3 separate regions of the Sus scrofa genome follow, and all the other regions are linked to region 2. The links are chromatin contacts, called in public Hi-C maps. All regions are on one chromosome and are shown on one strand. Each heading gives the region's core, a stretch centred on a gene start, on an enhancer-like site or on the middle of the called end of the contact. The rest is flanking DNA. Distances are from core to core; before and after follow the strand shown.

What was found. A called contact is a pair of places that touch in the nucleus more often than the background predicts.
Region 1: a contact with region 2 is called in a Hi-C map of skeletal muscle, with 3 times the contacts expected there. The contact joins the promoter of LOC110255247 here to the promoter of B3GNTL1 in region 2. A contact is called at or near these places in 4 of 47 Hi-C or Micro-C datasets (brain, heart right ventricle, liver and 1 more) and 2 of 2 datasets of contacts at active chromatin or transcription factors (alveolar macrophages and skeletal muscle).
Region 3: a Hi-C map of liver shows a contact between it and region 2, with 3 times the contacts expected there. The contact joins the enhancer-like site here to the promoter of B3GNTL1 in region 2. A contact is called at or near these places in 1 of 5 promoter capture datasets (fetal skeletal muscle), 3 of 47 Hi-C or Micro-C datasets (brain, heart right ventricle and liver) and 2 of 2 datasets of contacts at active chromatin or transcription factors (alveolar macrophages and skeletal muscle).

What each region holds. Positions count from the first base shown.
Region 1 is chr12:130,321-133,820 of Sscrofa11.1, forward strand. LOC110255247 (zinc finger protein 501-like) reads right to left here and starts at 1,933. Exons shown (of 6, transcript XR_002336882.1): 1 at 1,613-1,933.
Region 2 is chr12:258,425-261,924 of Sscrofa11.1, forward strand. B3GNTL1 (UDP-GlcNAc:betaGal beta-1,3-N-acetylglucosaminyltransferase-like protein 1) reads left to right here and starts at 1,456. Exons shown (of 15, transcript XR_002336895.1): 1 at 1,456-1,588; 2 at 3,355-3,471.
Region 3 is chr12:151,136-155,021 of Sscrofa11.1, forward strand. No RefSeq gene overlaps it. Among named protein-coding and RNA genes, the nearest start is that of METRNL, 88 kb to the right of the region's middle. Within about 2 kb of position 2,481, at least 36 of the 83 cell types and tissues checked have an H3K27ac peak or open chromatin away from gene starts, as enhancers often do. A contact at or near this core is called in alveolar macrophages, fetal skeletal muscle, liver and 1 more, where this site is marked.

The DNA of each region.
Region 1 (3,500 bases), core at 683-3,182, 130 kb before region 2:
TGCCCTTGCTCAGTGGGTTGACAATGTGGCATTGCTGTGAGCTGTGGTGTAGGTTGCAGACGCGGCTCGGATCCCGCGTTGCTGTGGCTCTGGCATAGGCTGGTGGCTACAGCTCCGATTCGACCCCTAGCCTGGGAATCTCCATATGCCGCAGGAGCGGCCCAAGAAATAGCAAAAAAAAAAAAAAAAAAAAAAACTGTCATCACAAATATTTTGCAAATTTCAAAGTATTAGGACTATCAATAATATAATCAACATAATCTGAGTCGCCCAGATGTCTTTGTGTTGAAGGACAAAGACTTACAGCCCTCCAAACAATAGAAGAGACGAGTTGCAACGCTAGAGGGAAAGGACACTTACAGAGACGCAGAAAGAGGTGTCATCACACTGGCTGGAAACGGAAGGGCAGTGTGAAGGGCGATCCAAGATCACAGTAAACTTTTGGGTAGAATCATTAACTAGAGCAAGAGCATTGTGATAAGTGAGTAGGGCCCTGTGGGGCTCCAGGGCACAGAAAGCCTTTCTGTGTCCCCCATTTCTTGTTTTTAGGAAATGGACTTCATTCAGCCTCCATGGCCTTCCCTGAGTTCTAAGGGACAGGTTCAGACAGCTGCTGATCAGGGAAGGGAGCAGATCCAAAGACAAGGGAGGAACAGTCAAGCCTTGAGGCAGAAGGGTGTACACACGATCCTTAAGGGATACACATAATGACACAGGCACCATATACAGTTAAGAGAAAAGTTATATTCCTTACGCTTCCTTTAGAAATGAATGCTTGAAAACTAAAGAGCTTGGAGCCCTTCCTTGTGTTTCTCCCTCATTTGATTGTAACCCAAATACAATCATCTGTGAGCTAAAGATTAGGCATCCTGAGCATGACTGCCTATGGATTAAAGATTATTAGCACGTGATGTCTTTCAGGAATTATCCTAGTTTGTTCTAATCTCTGATCAATATGCCCTTTTCGCAAGTACTGTTATTCTAGGCAATGACCAGAAGACCACCACCAAGATCAGGCCAACATCTCCTGACACCAGCTTGGATGACTAAGATTCCCCAAAAGAAAGAAGAATGCATGTCTGCCCCAACCCTGATTCTTATCTGAAACTCTGTTTTTACTTTAGACTATAAAACGCCCCACAATTCTTCCCCAGAGGAGGGCACAGTCTTTAAAGCATTAGCCTGCTGTGGCCTCCCTTACCTGGTAAAGCAATAAAAGCTATTTTTTCCCCTTCACTCAAAACTCTGTCTCCGTGTTTCTCTCGGCGCGGGTTGACATTTTCACCAATCATAAACATGGGAGATACCCTGGTACAAAGGCAGGCAAGGAACCGTTCCTCTTTCCTTTTCTACCAAATTGAACCCTCTGAGAATCGCAAATAAGTGGTCACTTAAATTGTGGAAGCCAATACCTTGTTTCCTTAATTAAATAAAGATGTGCGTGCTCAAAAAACTTTCAGCAAGTCTTAAGAAAGTAGATCTTGAAAAGTGTAATTATAGCGTAGGGATGAATGCAAGTCCTTCACAAATCCTCCAAAAAAAAAAAAAAAAAAAAACAGCTCTTTCAGGACAAATTTGGGGTCTCCAACCAAACATCTTGGCAAAGACTCACCGTCCACGGGTCGCAGGCTGCAGTCCTGAGATTAAAATTAGGCAGAGCTGCGGCCCAGCACCGAAACTGGCTCTGTCCAAACGTCCCTTTAAGCAATGCCCTCCTTGAAATTCCTTTCTTCTTCCACCCCTGCTCTTCTTGTGCGCCCTGGGCGCTGGCCTCCGCGGGCTCAGGGAGCCCCAGAGCCCAGCGCCCGCTTCTCCCGGCCGGAGAGGGGGCAGGATGGCTGGTGCCCAGGCTGCGCTGGCCCGGGGCGCCGGCTGCAACCAGCCTGAGGCAGAAGTTGCCCCGGACGAACTGCGACTCCCAGAATGCCTCGGGACGCGCCGCTTCCGCTTTCCGTCTCTAGGATTTCCCTTTTCCCAGAAGTCCCCGGAACCTCGCCCTCTGGTAGCCAATCAGGACCGCGCACCGAATCTCCATGGTAGCCGCCCACGCCTGCTCCCTCCCACTGTGCTGGTGGTGGACGCTGCAGCTTGTGTCAGGTTAGGATAGCTTCGGAGCTAGCGGTACCGCTTCTGGACACTGGCGCGCGCGGTGCAGCCGCCTCCCGGCACAGGCCAGGAGCAGAAAGAACGGTATAAAAATGTTACAGACGGTAGAGGACGCTGTGGTCCTTTGGATGCTTGTTTCTAACAAATTGTAAAAAGATATGTATGACACAGTCGGGAACAATGGAACGAAGAGATGGGTATTAGACATTAAGAAATTATTATGAGTGGCATTTCTCAACAAACACTTCAGAAGCCAGCCAGAGGTTGGCTATGTTCGTTTTTAGTCTGCCAAGAGGTCAGGCAGCCTGGATTGAGAAGGGAAGATGGGGAGCGGGGCAGACCCACGAGGGACTGCAGCCCCTGAGAACAATCCAGTCCTTGTCTTGGGGTCACTGCAGCGGTGACAGTGGGGAGACCTATCTTGTTTATTTTCTTATTTTCTCTCTCTGGCCAGGCATGCAAAGGGCATGATAGAACCCTACTGTAACTGCAAATATTTCTGAAGCCTTGTTCATTATGCAAAACTTGGAAAATACAGAAAAGTACATATAGAAAAAAACCACGGAGTTTCTGCTGCGGCACAGTGGGTTGAGAATCCCACTGCAGCATTTTGGGTCGCTGTGGAGGTGCGGGTTCCATCCACAGCCCTGGGCAGTGGGTTAAAGAATCCTGCGTTGCCGCAACTGCAGCTCCACTTCAATCCCTGGCCAGGAAACGTCCATATGCTGCCGTCGAGGCCATAAAAAAAAAAGAAAAGAAAAGACAGACTAGAAGGAACTACACTAAACTATTAACAGTGGCTATTTTTGTCTTCAGGGATTATAGGCTTTAAAAAATTTTTTATCCTATGTTTCTCCATATTTCCCAAAATTCCCACCATGAATTAGAATTACCACTTTATCACACAAAGGTTTTAAATACATGTTTTGCAATTTATAGGCAGGTTACATGATAAGAATTATATCAACTCACAAAAGGTAAGCATAGGGCATAGAAGCAGACAGCACCTCAGAGCGGATCACACATCAAATATAGCAAAACTGGCATAAGGTGCAGCATGGGGAGAACGTGCCATCAGTGACACTATCAAGATGAAAAAAATGGAAGAGTGCAGTGCAGAGTCAAGGCTATGGCACTTCACCGGTAAGAAAAAGAGCCTCGGACAGTACCCTGAAACGCGGTAGTGCTCAAGAAATATTTGTTGAATAAAAAGGACAAAAGGTAATTCCAAATACTTTCTTAATGATTAATATTTAATGGTCCCTTACTATATATAATATGGGTAAAATATTCACCAATTTGTATGTTTGTACTATATATATAATACAAACACAAGGATTGTATACATATAATACAAACACGAATCAGTGAGTATTTAACCTATATATTTATTT
Region 2 (3,500 bases), core at 206-2,705:
CAGCATCACTGCGAGGGGCGGTCCAGCTGGAGATCCGTTGAGGTTCACTCATCAGGAAACTTGGACTGGACACTTGCTCAGAGGTCTTGCAGTGTAGGCTGGCTCTAAAGTTTGACCTCACCCTTCACGGGCACACCCAGGGCAGACTCACTCTGACTCTGAGCCTAGTGTGGCCGAGCCCAGACCTCCGCCCATCTTTGCCTCCTGCACCCACATCGTCAGAGGGCTGTCTGCAGTTTTACCATTTGGAGGCCCTAGCTGTGGACACGGAGTCTTCTGAACACAGCCAGAATTCATCGACAGTCTGCATAAACAACATTGAAAAATAAAGAAAAATGTCACTCAGTGAGCCTAGAGCTGTGGGAGACCTGCAAGGCTTCCTCTCCAGGTGCTTGTGACTTGGTCACCTCCTCGACCTACCCATGTCCTCCCTGTGTCTGTGTCCCTCTCAGTGGTGGGGTGTCAGGGCCCACAGCCTGGACCCCCTGTCGAGAACCTCCCTACCAGGAAGAGAAGAATCTCAGCTCTGCTCCCCCACCCCCCGCCCAGGCTGAACCCACACTTCTAAAGTGCTTCTCATCTCTCTGCATGTTTGCAAAAAGCAGACTCTAGCCAGACTTTTCCTGGGGGTTAGGCAGTGAAAAGCAAACTTATGGCAGCAGGAGAGGTGCAGGAAGCAAGACAGGAGAGCCAAGCCCAGTCCTGATGCATGTGCGGTGGAGGTGCCAGGGGCCGCGGGACCCCTTATCTCTTCCTCCTGCCGATTACTGCTGCGGGCCAGCTCCAAAGGCACAGACTATTCTGGAAGCTACAATGTGACTTTTCACAGAGTCCCTTAAAATGAAACTAGTTCTAATACACCAACCCCTGAAGCACATCAGCTCCTTGGAAACAAATTCTCAGATTGCTTTTGTCCCTCTGTAGATAAGGATGCATTTTTACTCATCTGACGTAAGCGTTTCCATTTGTGCAACAGGCTTTGAGGCAGTTTAAGGTAAAATGACATTCGAAGTGATAGAAGTTGGTCTGTGGTAAGTTAAGTTTGTAGAACGATGCGCATTTAACGTTAGACACGGCGGTGCTGGCTGCGAACCTGCGCCCTGATCCACGAGGTGCGGGGCCCCGGAGCCAGTGCTCCCCCGGAGCGGCTCGGGCGCCCGACCGTGGGGCAGGGATCCGCAATCGCTGGTCACACAGAACCTTTCCTTCTTAGAGAAGGACACACGTGGGAAGGTGTGGCCCCCAGGGCGGCGCAGCGCCTGCCCACAAAGCCCACCTCCAGCACAACCCAGTAATTCCCGCAGCTCTCGCTTCACGGACGACCTCGGAGCTGACCTGCTCCACCAGGCGGAGCGGGACTGACCTCCCGCCGCTCTAGGGCGCGCCTCTCCACTGCCCGCGGGATCGACGCGCCTCTGCACCAATCAGAGGCGCTCGGATTTGGCCCCGCCCTCGCGCACGCGCCGTAGGCCGAGGTGGGTGGGGCGGCCCGTGGAGCGCGCGCCATGCAGGCCCGGGGGACCCCGCTGCCGCCGGCGCCGCGGCAGCCGTGGTCGCGTGCGGCCCGGCCCGCGCCCCCGCCCAAGTGGTAGGTCCCTTGCCGCGGGGGGCCGCCTCGTCCCCCGCTCCCGTAACCCCCCCGCCCCTCCCCGACTCCCGGTCCTGTCCGTCCTTCTCCTCCTCTACTCTGTGTCCCCTCCCCTCCTCCCTCCTCTTCGTCCTCCCTCCCCTTCCTCCTCCTTCCCTCCCCTCCTCCCTCCTCTTCCCTTAGTCCCCTCTCCTCCCCTCCCCCTCCTCTCCCTCCTCCTCCCCTCCCTCCTCCCCCTTTCCCCCCTCCTCCCTCCTCTCCCTTTCCCCCTCCTCCCTCCTCTCCCTTCTTCCCTCCTCTCCCTCCCCTCCCTTCCCCCTCCCCTCCCCCCTCCCCTCCTCCCTCCTCTCCCTCCTCTCACCTTAGTTCCCCTCCCCTCCTCTCCCTCCTCCCCCTTTCCCCCTCCTCCCTTCCCCCTCCCCTTCCCCCCTCCCCTCCCCCTCCTTCCCCCTCCTCCCTCCTCTCCCTTCTTCCCTCCCTCCCTCCCCCTCCTCCCCCTCCTCCCCCTCCTCCCCCTCCTCCCCCTCCGTCTTCACTTCCCACACCACCACCACCACCACCACCTCTTGTCTCGGGCTGACTGTGAAGGCCCACAACAACGTTTAAGCACCAGCAAGAGTGCACACAGATTAATCAAGGCTCATCTTTGGCAGAAATTCAGTTTTTGTTGTGGATCTTGAGAGCAGTAACAACATCCTTTCCTTTTTTTCTTTTCTTTCACAAAGTAATTCCAAAGCAAAGTAAATCTGTAAGTAAATTAGGGAACTGCTTTTGTGGATAACATAAATGCAGGAAGGGTATGACTGCTGAGTCAGCTCTTCGGAGTAAAGAATTTGAACAGTGTTTGCAGTACTTACGTTTGTGAGCTTTTTGATAAGCACGTTCAGATTTAGCATTTTAAAAGTCCTCTCTGTCGTCTGTACAGGCCGACTTCACACACAGGTGCATGTTCATACATGCACAGTACACACATACCCACCTGGGTGGCCTGACTTTCTTATTTCGGAAGGTGTCCGGTGGTCCGGGGTGTAAACTCAAGGCTGAGGACTGACTGTAACTTCTATCTTTGGGTATTCTGTATGGCTTAATGTGCTGATATTCAGAATTAAGATGGATCCTATAATGAGTTGTTTTGCTGGTAGTCAGGTTTCACTGGTTTTACTCCATGTGCTTCAGAAGTGTTGTTTTCTGTGGTCCGTATGAGTAAAGGATGGTGTTAAGCCAAGGAGAGCAAAGGAAGAGAGAGCTGGGGTGGTCACCTCCGTGTCCCCCCCCCTTTGTAGGGGCACACCTAGCGGGTACTTAAAAGGGTTTCTTTGTTGCAGTTTCTCCAGCATCAGGGTTTACTGAAGGTGCTTAAGATGGCTCAGTTATTTTCAGGAATGGGTTGGAAGATAGGCGGATGCTTGTTTTAACCAAGATGATGCTTCTGACCGCTAGACTGGAAGACACTTCACCTTGCTGTTGAATTGGACGCATTTTTGATGCCTTTCAGATTTTTGTTTCCTTTTCAAAGGCATCTAAAGACCAATTCAGGGAAATCTTAAGACAATAAATCTTATGGAGAGAAGGCATAGACTCCTTTTGTTTGTCAGGCATGGTCCATCCCAGGAAGCCTTATCCTGGGTCACTCTGTAAGTCAGGCCTCGCCCTGTGGGAATGAGCTCACGCCTCGGTGGTGGTGGTGGGGGGCGGGGGAAGCCTGGAGCCGTGGGAAGGGAGTTGAGCTTTTGCGCTCTTCTCAGTCTGTTTGTTTTGAACCCTAGTCTGTTATCCTCCCGGTCCACAACGCTGAGCCCTGGCTGGACGAGTGCTTGGGGTCCGTTTTGCAGCAGGACTTTGAAGGCCGCCTGGAGCTCTCCATTTTTAATGATGCCAGCAAGGTATTTCTGAGCCTCCTGTTCGTGATTCC
Region 3 (3,886 bases), core at 1,231-3,730, 110 kb before region 2:
CAGCAAAAAAGCCAACAACACAATCGAAAAATGGCCAAAAGACCTGACTAGACATTTCTCCAGAGAAGATACACAGATGGCCAACAGACACATGAAAAAATGCTCAGCACCACTGATCACGAGAGAAATGCAACTCAAAACTACCCCTCGCACCAGTCAGAATGGCCATCATTAATGAGTCCACAAATGACAGATGCGGGGGGGTGTGGAGGAAAGGGATCCCTCCTGCACTGCTGGTGGGAATGTAGGCTGGTGCAGCCACTGTGGAGGACAGTATGGAGGTACCCCAACAAAACTAAATGTAGAATGATCTTTTGACCCAGCCATCCCGCCCTTGGCATATATCCAGACAAAACTTTCCTTGAAAAAGACAGATGGCCTGCTATGTTCATTGCAGCACTAGTCACAGCAGCCAAGACATGGAAATAACCTGAATGTCCTTAGACAGATGAATGGATTAAGAAGATGTTACATAGGAGTTCCCATCGTGGCGCAGTGGAAACGAGTCTGACTAGGAACCATGAGGTCGCGGGTCCAATCCCTGGTCTTGCTCAGTGGGTTAAGGATCTGGCCTTGCCATGAGCTGTGGGTCACAGATGTGCTTGGATCTGGCATTGCTGTGGCTCTGGGGTAGGGCGGCAGCTACAACTCTGATTAGACCCTTAGCCTGGGAACTTCCATATGCACTGGGTGCAGCCCTAAAAAAAAAAAAAGGCAAAAGACAAAAAAAAAAAAAAAGATGGTATATATACACAATGGAATACTACTCAGCCATAACAAAGAGCAAAATAACACCATTGACAGCAACAGGGATGGAACTAGAGACTCTCACACGAAGTGAAGTAAGTCAGAAAAAGAAAGACAAACACCGTATGATATCACTTATATCTGGAATCTAATGTAAGACACAAAAGAACCTTTCCACAGAAGAGAAACTCACGGACTTGGAGAACAGACTTGTGGTTGCCGGGGGGAGGGGGAGGGAGTGGGATGGATGGGAACTTGGGGTTAATAGGTGCAGATTGTTGCCTTGGGAACGGATGAGCAATGAGACCCTGCTGTGCGGCACTGAGAACTCTGTCTAGTCACTTATGATGGAGCCTGATGGAGGATAATGTGCGACAAAGAATATGTGTGTGTGTGGCTGGGTCTCTCTGCTGTACTGTAGAAAAGTGACAGGGCACTGTAAACCAGCTATCATGCAAAAAAGAAAGCTAGCCATCCCAACATCTACCATAGGGTAAAGTTCAGGGCCAGACCAGAGTCTGAGCTGAGAGGCTTCTAGACATCAGTGGATGATGCTTAAATGCTTCCATCCTGTGAAGCTCCATCTCCACGCACTGTTTAATCACAGGCTTGAAAAGACAAGGTGTTCTGTTAAACTCACACACACATTCCACTGCCGGGTCAGTGAGGGCAGGGGCGGCCCTTGGCTGGGACTGGGCACCAGAGGAGGGCCGGCCACGAACAGGTGCCAGCACCTGCCCTGCCCGGCACTACCCAGCAAGAGAGACTGGAGGAGACAGCAGCCCCAGCAATGGCTCTAGCTGCCTGGGCTTGGAGTCTTTACGAGAAATTGCTGCCCTGTATCCAGCGGCCAAGCACAGATGCCCTCCCTGAGCACAGGCCGTTGGAGATGTTTGGATTCAGAAACTCTTGAGGGTGAGAGCCAGCATCCGCAGCCTAGCTGGGGAGACAGTCAACAAGCCTGGGTGCTGGGGACGGATATCAGAAACCAAGTGAGGGGTAGCTGATCTGCTCAGGAGCGCTGCCCCAACTTTGGGGCAGCACAGGGTCGGGTGGTGGCCATGGAGCAGGAGGACCTTGGGAGCAGTGCCCCCCACAAGAGAGCACGGCTGCACCTCCTCACCCTGGGGGCTCTCAGATGGTGGCATTCACCCCACACCGTGCTTGGGACAGAGAAGGCATCAGAGGCCACGGGAAAACCCGAGCCCCCCTGCAGCCCCCTGCAGCCCCCTGTAGTCCCAGCCATCTGGCTCCACCTCTCTGCCTCTGTGGCCAGTAGCCAGTGGGTGCCTGCTGGGTCCTGGCAAGATGAGAGGCTAGAAGTCCAGAAAGAACAGGACCCCACCACTGCCTCCCTTGGCTAAACATGCACGTGTGTGTGTGTGCACGTGCTTGTACACACAGGTGCACCAGGCAGATGTGTGCACGTGTATATGTGTGTGCCCACACATACATGCACCAGGCAGAGGTCAGTGCGTGTGTGTGCACCATGAAAGCCCACACGATGAGAGGAGCCTGTGGTGGGTGAGCAGTGACGTGCTGGCATGTGGGTCATTGGCTGGTAAATTCTGAACAAACCCCCGGCAACTAGCTGCGCACACAGAAGCACAGCCCACAGTCCCTGCAGGTGGGCTCTGCCTGGGCCAGGTGTCCGGTGCCACCCAGAGCCCGTGCGCCCTGCCGCCCTCCCCTGTTCCTGGGAGGAGCCTGACTCACGTGTTTCCTGTGACAGCCACGGCATCATCACATCCGCTCTGAAGAACTATTTTTAGCTGATTTATGCATTTCTTTATGAGGAACACAGCAACTTCTGCTTTAGTCCATTTTACAGGAAAGTGTTGCAACCGAGCTCAGCTCAGCAACATCAATGGCCACAGAGCAGCAAGGGAAGCTCGTCTCACCTCCAAAGTCTCACAAAACGTACAAAGTTGGAAAAGGAGGCGAGCTCGGATGAAAAGGAGGAAGCCCAGCAGCCCTCTCTGGGATCCGACAAGCCCGTCTGGAGCAGGGCCTGCTATTTCCTCACATCCTGTGGCGGGTTCTTGGGGCCTCTGCTCTTGCTGCCAGCGCTCAGGCTGACCGTGCCTGGCCAGTGTCTGGTCAGGGAACCCCGGCCCTCGGCCCCCTCGGGGCCCATCCTTGAGGCGGGGGTCTCAGGAGGAGCCACTGGGTGGCCGGCGCAGCCCTCCTCTGACAGGCAAGGAGCAGCTCGGGGGAGAGGTCCCTGCAGGGTCAGTGAGGCTGTTTGGCCTCCTGGCCGTGCTCCGACCTGCAGGGGACCCAGGCCGACCTGGCGATGCTCGGAGCAGCGGTGGCCGGGGGGAGAATCCTTCCACAGTCCTCAGGGCTGACCCTCAGCCAGGCCCTCTACTTCCCCCCCCCACATCCGTTTCCAGCTTTCAGGGCCTCTCCGGGCTTTGTCAAAGCCCCGCTGGATATGATTCTCCTCAGAGGCCACCAGCAGCCTGTGGCTGCCATCCTGAGGTCTGCCCTAAGTCACCAGTGCGAGGCGCCCCGCCAAGCGCACTGCTGGTCTCGCTTCGCCGAGCCACCAGGAGGCTGCAGGTTTTCTTCCCTCGTCTTGGCCCTACCCCTCTTCCAGAAGAAGCAGGAGAGCTGGGGGCCCCAGGCTGGGGAAAGGCTCGGCAGCTGTAGAGGCACGCACAGGTGCTCACTTCATCCACGAAAGAACCTTCTGGAAAAGAGCAAAGGGGGCTCAGCCAGGCCCGGCCGTGAGGGCAGGACATGGGTCCCGCCCAGGAAGCCCTTCTCCAATCTGGGCGCCAAGCCCCCTAGGCCATAATTGCTGCCCTGCAGGGCTTGTGACATCTAAGATTTCATGGAAAAGCAGTTCCACTCTGTCTCATGCATACCCGAAAATAAACTCGGATAGATTAAAGACAAAAAGCATAATTATAAAAGCACTGGAACGAAACCCAAGAGCATATTCTCGGGAGACAGCCAGAGGCAACATCCAAAGCCCTGAAGGAAGGGTGAGCCGCAGGTTTGCTACGACAACCTCGAGGACGTCTCAGCGGTGGGAAGGGTGCCCCTGGTAAGGCGAACGATTGAGCAGAAGGCTAGCAGCTGGCATCCGCGGGGTGAACGCAGGGGCCGACGTTCGGCGAGTACAGAGAAT